Linked DNA regions of Mus musculus: all the other regions are linked to region 1. Evidence: chromatin contacts called from public Hi-C and HiChIP or PLAC-seq data. All regions are on one chromosome and are shown on one strand. Each heading gives the region's core, a stretch centred on a gene start, on an enhancer-like site or on the middle of the called end of the contact. The rest is flanking DNA. Distances are from core to core; before and after follow the strand shown.

Region 1 (3,353 bases), core at 854-3,353:
GAAACCCCTTTCCATAAGGAAATGAATATAACTGAAGGGCTCTCTAACAGGCCCAAGTGTTGTAAGCATGGCACCTGCAGGTCTTGCCCTCTCCCCTTCCCTCTCCTTTACTAAGCCGTTAGGTTACATTCCTAAAGATAGCCACCAAGGTCCATTCCCTTATTTGGCTATTTCTTTATGCCTGACTAAAACACCAAGGTCCAGCAATCAAAATTCATTATTCAGCTACACTGGCTGATGTGTCCATTCGGGACTTAACAACTCATCCTGGCACAGATTTCCCCCTTTTTCCTTAAAAAGATCACTCCTGCAGAGACATCTACTGCTGTCTTTGCCTGATCCAGAGACAACCGCAACCCTACCCCTGCTTGTCCTCTCTGGGGTAATAAAATCACCTTTGTCTTGAGAAGTTGGTGCCCCTTCAATAGCCCATTTTTCTCTCAACTTTATAGATCAAGTGCTTTACCAACTAATGTCAAATTCCCCAAGACACTCCCCAGCTGCTGCTGGTAAAGCCATTAGGTGCAGCATTCCTCCCTGAGTGGCCACACTTGTTCCCCATTGCCTGTCCTTTCCCCTATGAATAAGCTAACTTTGACTCTAACTCATTATGATTATTTTTTTCAGCACAGTTTAAGAATCTGGGTTGCAGCCTGGCCGTGGTGGCACGTGCCTTTACTGAGTGTCTCCCAGCACTCAGAAGACAGAGACAGGAAGATCTCTGTGAGTTTGAGGCCAGCCTGGTCTACAGAATGAGTTTCAGGACAGCCAGAGCTACATGGAAAAACCCTGTCTCAAAAAATAAAAATAAAAAATAAAAAAGAAGGAAGGAAGGAGGGAAGGAAAGAAAGGGGAAGAGAGAAAGAGACAGGGAGAAAGGAAGAGAATGAATGAATGAATCTGGTCTGTACCTAAATAAGGGTCTCTGAAGCTGGGAAAGGAGTGTCGCAGGTTGCAGAGCTGGTGGTGTTGAGCTATGTTTCCTGCTGCTAGTGATGATCGTGAATAGGTGTTCAAGTGTTTCATGGAAGATTTTCCCTTGAAGCAGATGAATTTCTTAAAGGCCAAAAGTGATGTCTTTTCTGTCTCCCAGAGGAAAGACAGGATTGACTCTCGGCATCACTGTCATGTTCAAGCCATTAGGTGCGGCATGCTGTGGTGAACACCAGGACCAAAAGCAAGTTGGGGAAGAGTTTATTTGGCTTCCAATTCTACATTGTAGTCCATCACTGAGGGAAGTCAGGACAGGAACTCAAATGGGCAGGAACCTGGAGGCAGGAGCTGATGCTCATCCCATGGCTTGTCTTCCTTCTTATAGAACCCAGAACAGCAGCCTGGAGTTGTACCACCCACAGTGGGCTGGGCCCTTCCACATCAATCACTAATTTAAAATGCTCTACAGGTTTGCCTACAGCCCAATCTTACAGAGGCATTTTCTCAATTGGTCTTGCCTCCTCTCAAATGACTCTAGACTCTATCAAGTTGACATAAAATTAGCCAGCACAATAATCGTTCAATATTCTCATAGTATTTGGCTCTTGTAGATTCCTTATATGGTCCTGGGAATTCAAAGTCACACAACTACCCCTAACTGGGCTTATTAACATAGCAAAGTGTATTAAGGTTATCAGTATCTGGGAGGCTGCATATAGATGAAAAGAAGACGAAACCATACACAGACTAAGGTGCTAAGCAAGAAACAAATACTGTGGTTGAAGGAGTGGAAATTCTGGTGAGTCAGATGCAGTTTCACAAGGGACAATCATGTCCTAACCCCACAGGATCTTCTCTAGGGACCTTGGTAATGGAGTTCATTAGAATTCTCAAGAGTGGTGGCGAATGCCTCACAGACGTAAGCCTAAATGGATGCGTTCACAGTGTCCAGGACCACGTCCTCGGCATCGCACACGTGGTTGTGCGATGCCGCGACGCGTTACGTTACCGAATATGCCACAATTTATGATTAAAACGTACCACAGAGGACCCCCGAGAAACATCGCGTAGCCCAGGAACCAACTCACAAAGCACCACCAACCGCCCGCCCGGCTCCCCAAGCCTGGCGCGCCGGAGAGGTGGGGTTTCCGCTTCCGGAGGCGGATTGTTGACGCCCACTGCTGCTGTGGTGGCGAGCGAGCGAGCGGTTGGGGAGGGGCCGCCGAGGGCGGGCGACGGCGCCTTGACAGGCAGCGCGGAGGGGGCCTCCGGGGCGACGATGGCAGAGGGGCCCGAGGAAGCCCGGAGCCGCCCTCCGGAGCAGGATGGCAGTGGCGGGGACCACGAGCCGGTCCCTTCCGAGCCAGGCTCTCCCACCACCACCGTCGCCGCCACCGCCGCCGCCCCCCGGTCCCCGGCCCTCGCGAGCGTCGCCTCGGCAGTGTCGGAGCCCGAGCCGCAGTGCGAGCTCCGCAAGCGCCGGGAGACGGGCGCGGAGCCTCCGGAGGCGGGAGACTGCGAGGCGTCGGACGGCCCGGGGCGGCTGAGCGCGCGCGAGTACTCGCGGCAGGTGCACGAATGGCTGTGGCAGTCCTACTGCGGCTACCTGACCTGGCACAGCGGCCTGGCCGCCCTGCCCGCCTACTGCGGCCCGCCACCACCCGCCGCCACCGCCCCGCAGCCCGCCGTCCCCTCGCCGTCGTCCCCGCCGACGCCGTCGTCCCCGCCGCCACCGCCGCCGCCGCAGCTGGCGTACTACAACCCCTTCTACTTCCTGAGCGCTGCGGGGCCCGGGCCGGGGGCGGCCACGGGCGGCGCCACCCCGACGGCTGTCGCGGGCCTCACGGCCCGGGCCCCGCACGTGCAGCCATCGGCCCGGGCGGCCCCCGGGACCAGGGTGGGTTCTGCAGCCCCTGCGCGGACTGCCAGCGACACCGGGCGGCAGGCAGGTGAGATCGGGGTTGGCGCGGGGGTGGGGTGGGGGGTGTTGGGTAGGATGGAGGAGGGATAGAGTCGAGGTCCTTTTTAAAAAAAAAAAAAAAAAATCACTGCCATTCCTACCACTAACATTTTGGAAGGATCTCACCCTGTGGTGTAGGCTAACACAGTATGTAGGCCAGGCTAGCCTCAAACTTGGAATAAGACAGGTCTGTACTAGCCAGAGGGGTCTCTTGAAGGATCATTGAACAAGTATGCTCGCTCCTGAAAAAATATAACCGGGGAGCTGCTGCTACCATTGATAGTTCCCACATACATCAGCTATGGTTTGCCCAGGCCCTAAATTCTAAAAACGTACTGTGAAGCAATGTTGATTGTCCTTCCCTTAAGACCTGGCACGGCTAGTAGGTTCCCTTACTCCTGACACTAGCCCTTCTTGTGTGTAGAGACGTATGCTTATCAAACCATCCTCTCTGTAATCT
Region 2 (3,081 bases), core at 103-2,602, 140 kb after region 1:
CAAATCCTGAGGTTACAGGCATGCTCTACCACACCTGGCTCGGGGGTCCTATTTCTGGCTTAATAAAGTTGTCTCGTAGTTCTACAAATATAGACAAAGAACTCCTGACATCTCTTGACCTTTTAGGAGACCATGATGTCAATGCTATTTTAGGATAAACAAAAGGCTATTTATCTGGGCTTTCTCAATTTATCAGGCACGCACGGCAGGGCTTTTGCAGGCACCGGACCAGTGATGACATAGCTCTGCAAACTGAGAGCTGTGTGTTTGCCTTACAGGGCCTCCGCCAGTTTTAATGCCACGCATACAGACGGCTACAACCTAGGCACATAAAAGTGTACTGGCATTTTTGATACTTTTAAAGAATGCACACGGGGCTGGGCAGGGTGGTATAAGCACTCTGGAGGCAAGGGCAAGTGGATCTCTATGAGTTTGAGGCCAGCCTGGTCTACAAAGCAAGTCCAGGACAGGCAGAGTTTGTTACACAGAGAACCTCCCACCCCCATCCACCCCCCCACCCCCCGTCTCAGAGGGGGAAAAAAAAAAGAATGCACATGGGACCTAAAGGTAGGATGATGGAAAACCACTTTGGAGATGCCCCCCCCCCCCCCAGCATGCTTAGTGCACACGAGGGCACAATGCCAATGCTAAAAGGTCATTCTGAAAGGTGACCACAGAACAAACATCCTTGGGGTCAGAGCTAAGACAGACTTGGGGCTTTGCTCCAGGGTCTCTTTACGCTTGTGTGTGACTTGATATCTTCCTAGAGTTACAGTGACGATTCTCCAAGGCCTCTCAGAATAACTGTGGTTGGACCCCAGACACCTCCAACTGGGAGACCTTATATTTGGGTCCTTCTATGGGTGTACCCTGAGTTGTCCCCTCTGGAAACTGTCCTCAAGGGCATGGGTGAAGCAAAGGCCATTTCTAATGATCAGTGGGGAGGGGCTGTACCATTATGGTCTGGGGCAGGGCATCCAGGTTCAGTTGGGATGACTCAAGAGCACTGTGGTCTGTTCTCATAGCCCTTCTCACCTTTAAATAGTAAACCAGAAGCTCGTTGAGGGCAGGGTCTGCGTTCAGGTTGACGAGGTAGCACTTGTCGTCCCCCACCTTGATGCCAGAGGTCTCCAGGGAGATTCCCATGCTTTCCAGCTGCCGCTGTCTCTCCTGGGCACGGAAACAGACAGAAGAAGAGACGCTCTGTTGTTCTACTCACAAGACGTATCCATGGAAAGAGTAAGTCACTGCTTCTGGGGACAATGCCAAAGAGATGACACATTCTACCCGGCTCGGCTGAGTTTACTAAGGGCCGCAGTGGAGGGCATGGCAGTGTCACAGGGCACCGCGGGTGAAACACACAGTGTCGGCTTGTAGAAACTGCAAGTCTGGGAGACAGGACAAGACCGCTTAACCAGAACACAACAGAGAGAATCAGTGTGGCATGGAGGGCTGGGGGGGGGGGGGCTGCATGGCTTCCTGGGAGGGACATCAGGATGGGCGGAGAATGTGTGAGACAATTCTTGGAACACTGGGTGCATATCCACGGCAAGAGGCAAGATCAGTTGTTTGAGACGTGACCCCTGGAAAGCCCAGCAGACTCAGTGCACAGAGACGATTTCAGGGGCAAACAACTCCAAGCGAATGGGGAGAACAGTGAGAGATGGGGCTGGAGGAGCAGGTAGAGACCCTGAAATGACAGGCCTTGAGTCCACCCGTCCACGTAAGACTTATGCAATAGAGTGTAGAATGTGGCAGGTACTGATCTATGGCTGGGAACACGTTAGCTAACAAAAGGAAGCCGGCCTCTCATGAAAACACACGCTCTTGTACGAGGAGGCCAGCGGTAGCCGTGTCCATGAAATGCACAGTGTGGAGCGATGGAGAGACCCAGGGCACACTCCGGCTCCATTGCCCTTGCGGCAGTCCATTTCAGTGACTGCTCATACAGCATCTTACAATAAGCACAGAGAAGCACATGGCGAAAAACCTATGGTGTGCTGTGTTTTAAAAGTTTCTGCCAATCAGAGCTTTCAATGCCAAGAGATATAAACAAACAAACAAACAAACAAAACAAAACACCACCAAAAGCCCACTCTATCACAATGTGGATAGAAAGGAGGAGCAGAAAGGAGGAAAGATCCCCCTAGCCTTGCTTATTCAATGGAGTGTTCCAGCAGGACATCACACAGGACTGCTCAAAGACGTGAAGCTAGTGAGTCAGTTCTCAACCTTTGGGTGTTGAAGGACCCTTTCACAGGAGTGGTATAATCAGATATCCTGCCTATCAGATATATTAGATCATGATTCACAACAGTAGCAACAAAAAAATGATTTTGTGGCTGGGGGTCACCACAGCGTGAGGAACTGTATTCAAAGGTTCCAGCATGGGGAAGGTTGAGAAGCTCTGCTGTGGAGGGTTGTGGAGGAGACGGCAGGCGGGAGGAAGCCACCTCAGGAGCCCACCTGTGCGATCGCTTCTGTTTTCCTCAGCTTCTCTTCCCACGTCACCGTTAGCTCCTTTATCAGCTTCTCAGACTCTTCGAGCTTCTCCTTTAGCTCGGGGGCCTTCATGGCCTTTTAAAATAAACCAGAGATGTCAGCTTTCACAATCTCTGCAGCAGTATGGACAGGACATATATAATGGCATCCTTGCCTGTGGTACTGGAGGTTGAACACAGGGCCCTGCACCTTCTGTATGTAGCTATGAGCATGCTAAACAGTTACGAGCTAGACCTCAGCATCCTTGTGTCCTTCCTTGGCAAGTAGTAACGGTCTCTCAAAAGCAATGAACTCACACACTGGCAGTGTGGGCCTTGGCCTTCGCTCACCAAGTAAAGGGAAGAGATGGACATGGTTGCCTGTTCCTCTTTAAAGAAGAGGCAGAATAAAAAAAGAGCAAGCTAATATATAGAGGGGGAAAAATCAATAAAGACTAACAGGTGTTTCATTTAAAGATTGAAAAAAAAGTGCTAAAATTTATCTCTAAAATACCTCAATGCAGGGAAAAGATTAGTTAAGCGGATTTATTTATTTGTCAATAAGACAGAAATCAATAGTGTCACCCATAAATATCCTGTA
Region 3 (3,162 bases), core at 60-2,559, 240 kb after region 1:
TTTGATCCCAGCATTGGGGTAGAGGCACCTTCGTGAGTCTTAGGTCAGTCTGGTCTACACAGAGTTCCAACCCTGCCAGGGCTACACAGTGAGACTCTATCTTCTAGGAAAACTGCCTTTAGGGTTTGTGTGGTATATGTGAACATAAATGTGTCATATTCAGACCTGGCTTCCATTCCTATCTCCTTTTGCACACAAGCAAACATCTAAAGATTTGAAGAAAAAAAAATCCAAACTTTGAGACACTTCCGGTCCTAAGCATTTTGGTTTAGATTCAGTTGGCATTTTTTTCCTGCCCTGTAACTGGGTGGAAACAATGCCTACCAAACAATTAAGGAAGTTCAACCGTCCACTGGCAAGTTCCTCCTTCTCTCGTAGGAGCTGACAATATGGCAATACACTCGAAAGCAGGTTTCGAATAGTCATGGTTTTCCTAGAAATGCTTAGGAGACATTAGGAGAAGCACTGAGAGTCCAGAGAGAGAAACAGGCCATCAGGTGAGAGGGGGAAACCGTGAGCCTCCCTGATGTGGTGAGCCAGCAGGATGAGGAGGAATGGACTGCTTCTGCGGATGGGCGTGGCCGGACCCTCCATACCACGTGGATACCAACCCAGCCCTGGAGGCAACCACACCAGGAAAGTGGTGGTGGGCGCGCCTCTGTCTGCATTAGCACTTCACGGAACCATGAGATGGCTTCCATTCTGCCTAATAAATTCCCTTTCCTCTGGGCTTCAATAAGTTAGAAGAAAAACCCAGGCAACCCGACAGCTGTCCACTCAACTGGCCTCACTCCTGCAGGACTCACGTTTGGTTCCTGCCGTTGGTTTTGTCTTATGAATGACAATGTGATTGATGAATGAGGCTTACACTATCTGTCTGCCCCAAAGCTTCTTATGTGGGTGCGGATGATTATTCAGACTGCAGATCTCCCTATCCCTTTACCTCCTACCCTGCTCAAGGCACACACACATGATCTTCGTCCCAGAGTTGTATTACACAGCCTGGAAGTCTAGATAATACAGAGTGTGCTTCCCATGACAAGCTGAGACCCCAAACAAAAGGGAAGAAACTTTGGGTCATAGTGCACATCTGGAATCTCCGCACTTGGGAAGTAGAGGCAGGAAGGTCAGGAGTTCAAGACCAGCTTGGGATACAAAGTGAGTTCTAGGCCAGCTGGATGTACACAGTGAGTTTAAGGCCAGATACATAGTGAGTTCGAAGCCAGCTTGGGATACATGAGAGTCTGCCCCCCCAACCCCCCCAAAAAAAGGAAGTGTGGGGGAGGGAAGGGGAAGAGGAAGGGGAGAAAAGGGAAATAGAGAAAAAGCAGTTTGAAGCCGAGGATGTGAGGCTGAGGATGTAGCTCAGTGGAGAAGTGCATCTTGGGATGTGCAAGCTGCTGGATTCGATCCCTAGCACCACAAGAGAGAAGGCAGGAAGAGAGAGCAAAGGGGCACAAGACATGAAGTGAGCATGCTCAAGCACATGAGACGACGAGAGGAGAATTGTATTTTTCACATGACACTTCACCAATGACTCAGGTCCCAGAAACCACCTGGGTGATGGTGGCATTCAATACCCTGATGCTGGCTGGCCATGGCTACACGGTGCACTCAACTGTAAAAACTCAAGAAGGCCACCCTTGAATGGGTGCATTTTAGCTTAGGTAAATTATACCTTAATAAAGTTGGGTTGAAAGTCTATTATCCAGGATCTAATTATTCAGGTTGGGGCAAATCAGCTTCATTAACTCCTTTCATTCAGTTTAAACTGCCTGCATTGTAGCTGCCCCATTAATTCTTATAGAACATAAAACTTAAAAAAAAAATAAATGCCAATGTTGTTCAGGTAAGTCTACTTTTCTAGTTTTCACAAGCTGTGATCATTTGCTGACCTGAAAAGGTAGCCTAATAAATCTTTGCTGTGGCTCTTAAAAGTTGACAGCAGGGGACTGGAGAGATGGCTCAGCGGTTAAGAGCACTGACTGCTCTTCCAGAGGTCCTGAGTTCAATTCCCAGCAACCACAAGGTGGCTCACAACCATCTGTAATAGGATCCAATGCCCTCTTCTGGTGTGTCTGAATACAGCTGCAGTATACTCATATAAATAAATAAATAAATAAATAAATCTTTAAAAAGTTGACATCATCAGCTGAAGGTATGGCTCCTTTTACCTTATATTCTATACTTTAGGGTGGTGGTTGGTGGTGGTGATGGTGGTGATACTGATAAATTACTTAGTGAGCCATTGGGGTAAAATAACAGGAAAACAATGTATAAAAACTATGGAAGCGTCTGTTGCTATAAGAAATAAAATCTGTGTGTGTTGGGGGTGGGGGTGGGGTTCCACAGAGATCTAGCCATGCTGCTTTCTCAAAGGGGAAGAAGCATTTTCAGGAACTGTTGGGAAGTAAATAGAAGCAGGCAGATGACACTCTAGGCAGATTTTGCATGCACGTTAGTACATAAGGGACACTGCCATCTGCACAGCTCCAGATCTGGCTCTAGTTAATCCCATGGAAGTGTATTTTAGAAAGCACTTTCTAGGAAAGTACAGAGATATCCACTGAAGCTTGTGTGCCATCAACGAAAGGCTTCCTGGGATCCTCCGTGAACTGCCTCTTAGCACTTCTTCATGCTGTGTGGGATCTATCTAAGTCATGCCCAATCTTTACCTGTTTAGACAAATATAACTTGGTGATAAAGAAATGTCACTGCCATCACTCTGGGTGGTGCACTGTGACCACCCCACCCTTGGGAGGCCAGGGAAGGAGAGTTTTGAGTTCAAGAAGAGCATGGGCAATTTCAGTGAGACTCTCTAAGGTTAAAAATCAATCAATAGGGAGGACTCACAAGGGGATGTCTCTGTAGCATCCACCAGCGCTATGATCAATCCCTAGTATTGAAAAAGAAAGGAAGAACACAGGGAGAGGGAGAGGAGAAAGAAATGTGTCCACCAAGGCCAAGCACACAAACCCTCTGAAACCTGACTATCCAAGTACAGCATTCAAATACAAAAAGAATGTGGGTAGAACAGAGCTCTTGTCCCTTGTCACATCTCTGACAGGCCATTTCTGTAGCCAGCACCTCGGCAGTTATTCAGAGAACCCAGACTTCTGGTTCCTGGTCTTTACAAAAATCTCACATAGCTTTCCCTGAGTC

What was found. Hi-C and Micro-C count contacts between places; a contact is called where the count stands out from the background. HiChIP or PLAC-seq counts read pairs in DNA pulled down with a chosen protein or histone mark.
Region 2: a contact with region 1 is called in a FOXA1 HiChIP or PLAC-seq map of pancreatic cancer cells. The contact joins the enhancer-like site here to the promoter of Fam8a1 in region 1. A contact is called at or near these places in 3 of 39 promoter capture datasets (the 3T3-L1 cell line, embryonic stem cells and stem cell-derived epiblast-like cells), 6 of 484 Hi-C or Micro-C datasets (B cells, CD4 T cells, the HPC-5 cell line and 2 more), 3 of 115 datasets of contacts at active chromatin or transcription factors (bone marrow-derived macrophages, large pre-B cells and pancreatic cancer cells) and 4 of 9 other capture datasets (adipose tissue, embryonic stem cells, liver and 1 more).
Region 3: a Hi-C map of granulocyte-monocyte progenitors shows a contact between it and region 1, with 4 times the contacts expected there. The contact joins the enhancer-like site here to the promoter of Fam8a1 in region 1. A contact is called at or near these places in 1 of 39 promoter capture datasets (neutrophils), 1 of 484 Hi-C or Micro-C datasets (granulocyte-monocyte progenitors), 2 of 115 datasets of contacts at active chromatin or transcription factors (bone marrow-derived macrophages and pancreatic cancer cells) and 2 of 9 other capture datasets (adipose tissue and liver).

What each region holds. Positions count from the first base shown.
Region 1 is chr13:46,667,374-46,670,726 of GRCm38.p6, forward strand. It overlaps Fam8a1 (family with sequence similarity 8, member A1), which reads left to right and starts at 2,104. Exons shown (of 5, transcript NM_001033192.3): 1 at 2,104-2,882. The coding sequence starts at 2,213.
Region 2 is chr13:46,811,694-46,814,774 of GRCm38.p6, forward strand. Kif13a (kinesin family member 13A) reads right to left here. Exons shown (of 38, transcript NM_010617.2): 12 at 2,467-2,577; 13 at 1,036-1,170. Among named protein-coding and RNA genes, the nearest start is that of Gm24620, 46 kb to the left of the region's middle. Within about 2 kb of position 1,353, at least 67 of the 459 cell types and tissues checked have an H3K27ac peak or open chromatin away from gene starts, as enhancers often do. A contact at or near this core is called in cerebral cortex and pancreatic cancer cells, where this site is marked.
Region 3 is chr13:46,904,837-46,907,998 of GRCm38.p6, forward strand. The region is part of intron 2 of Kif13a (kinesin family member 13A); the gene reads right to left. Among named protein-coding and RNA genes, the nearest start is that of Gm22960, 3.8 kb to the left of the region's middle. Within about 2 kb of position 1,310, at least 22 of the 459 cell types and tissues checked have an H3K27ac peak or open chromatin away from gene starts, as enhancers often do. A contact at or near this core is called in granulocyte-monocyte progenitors, where this site is marked.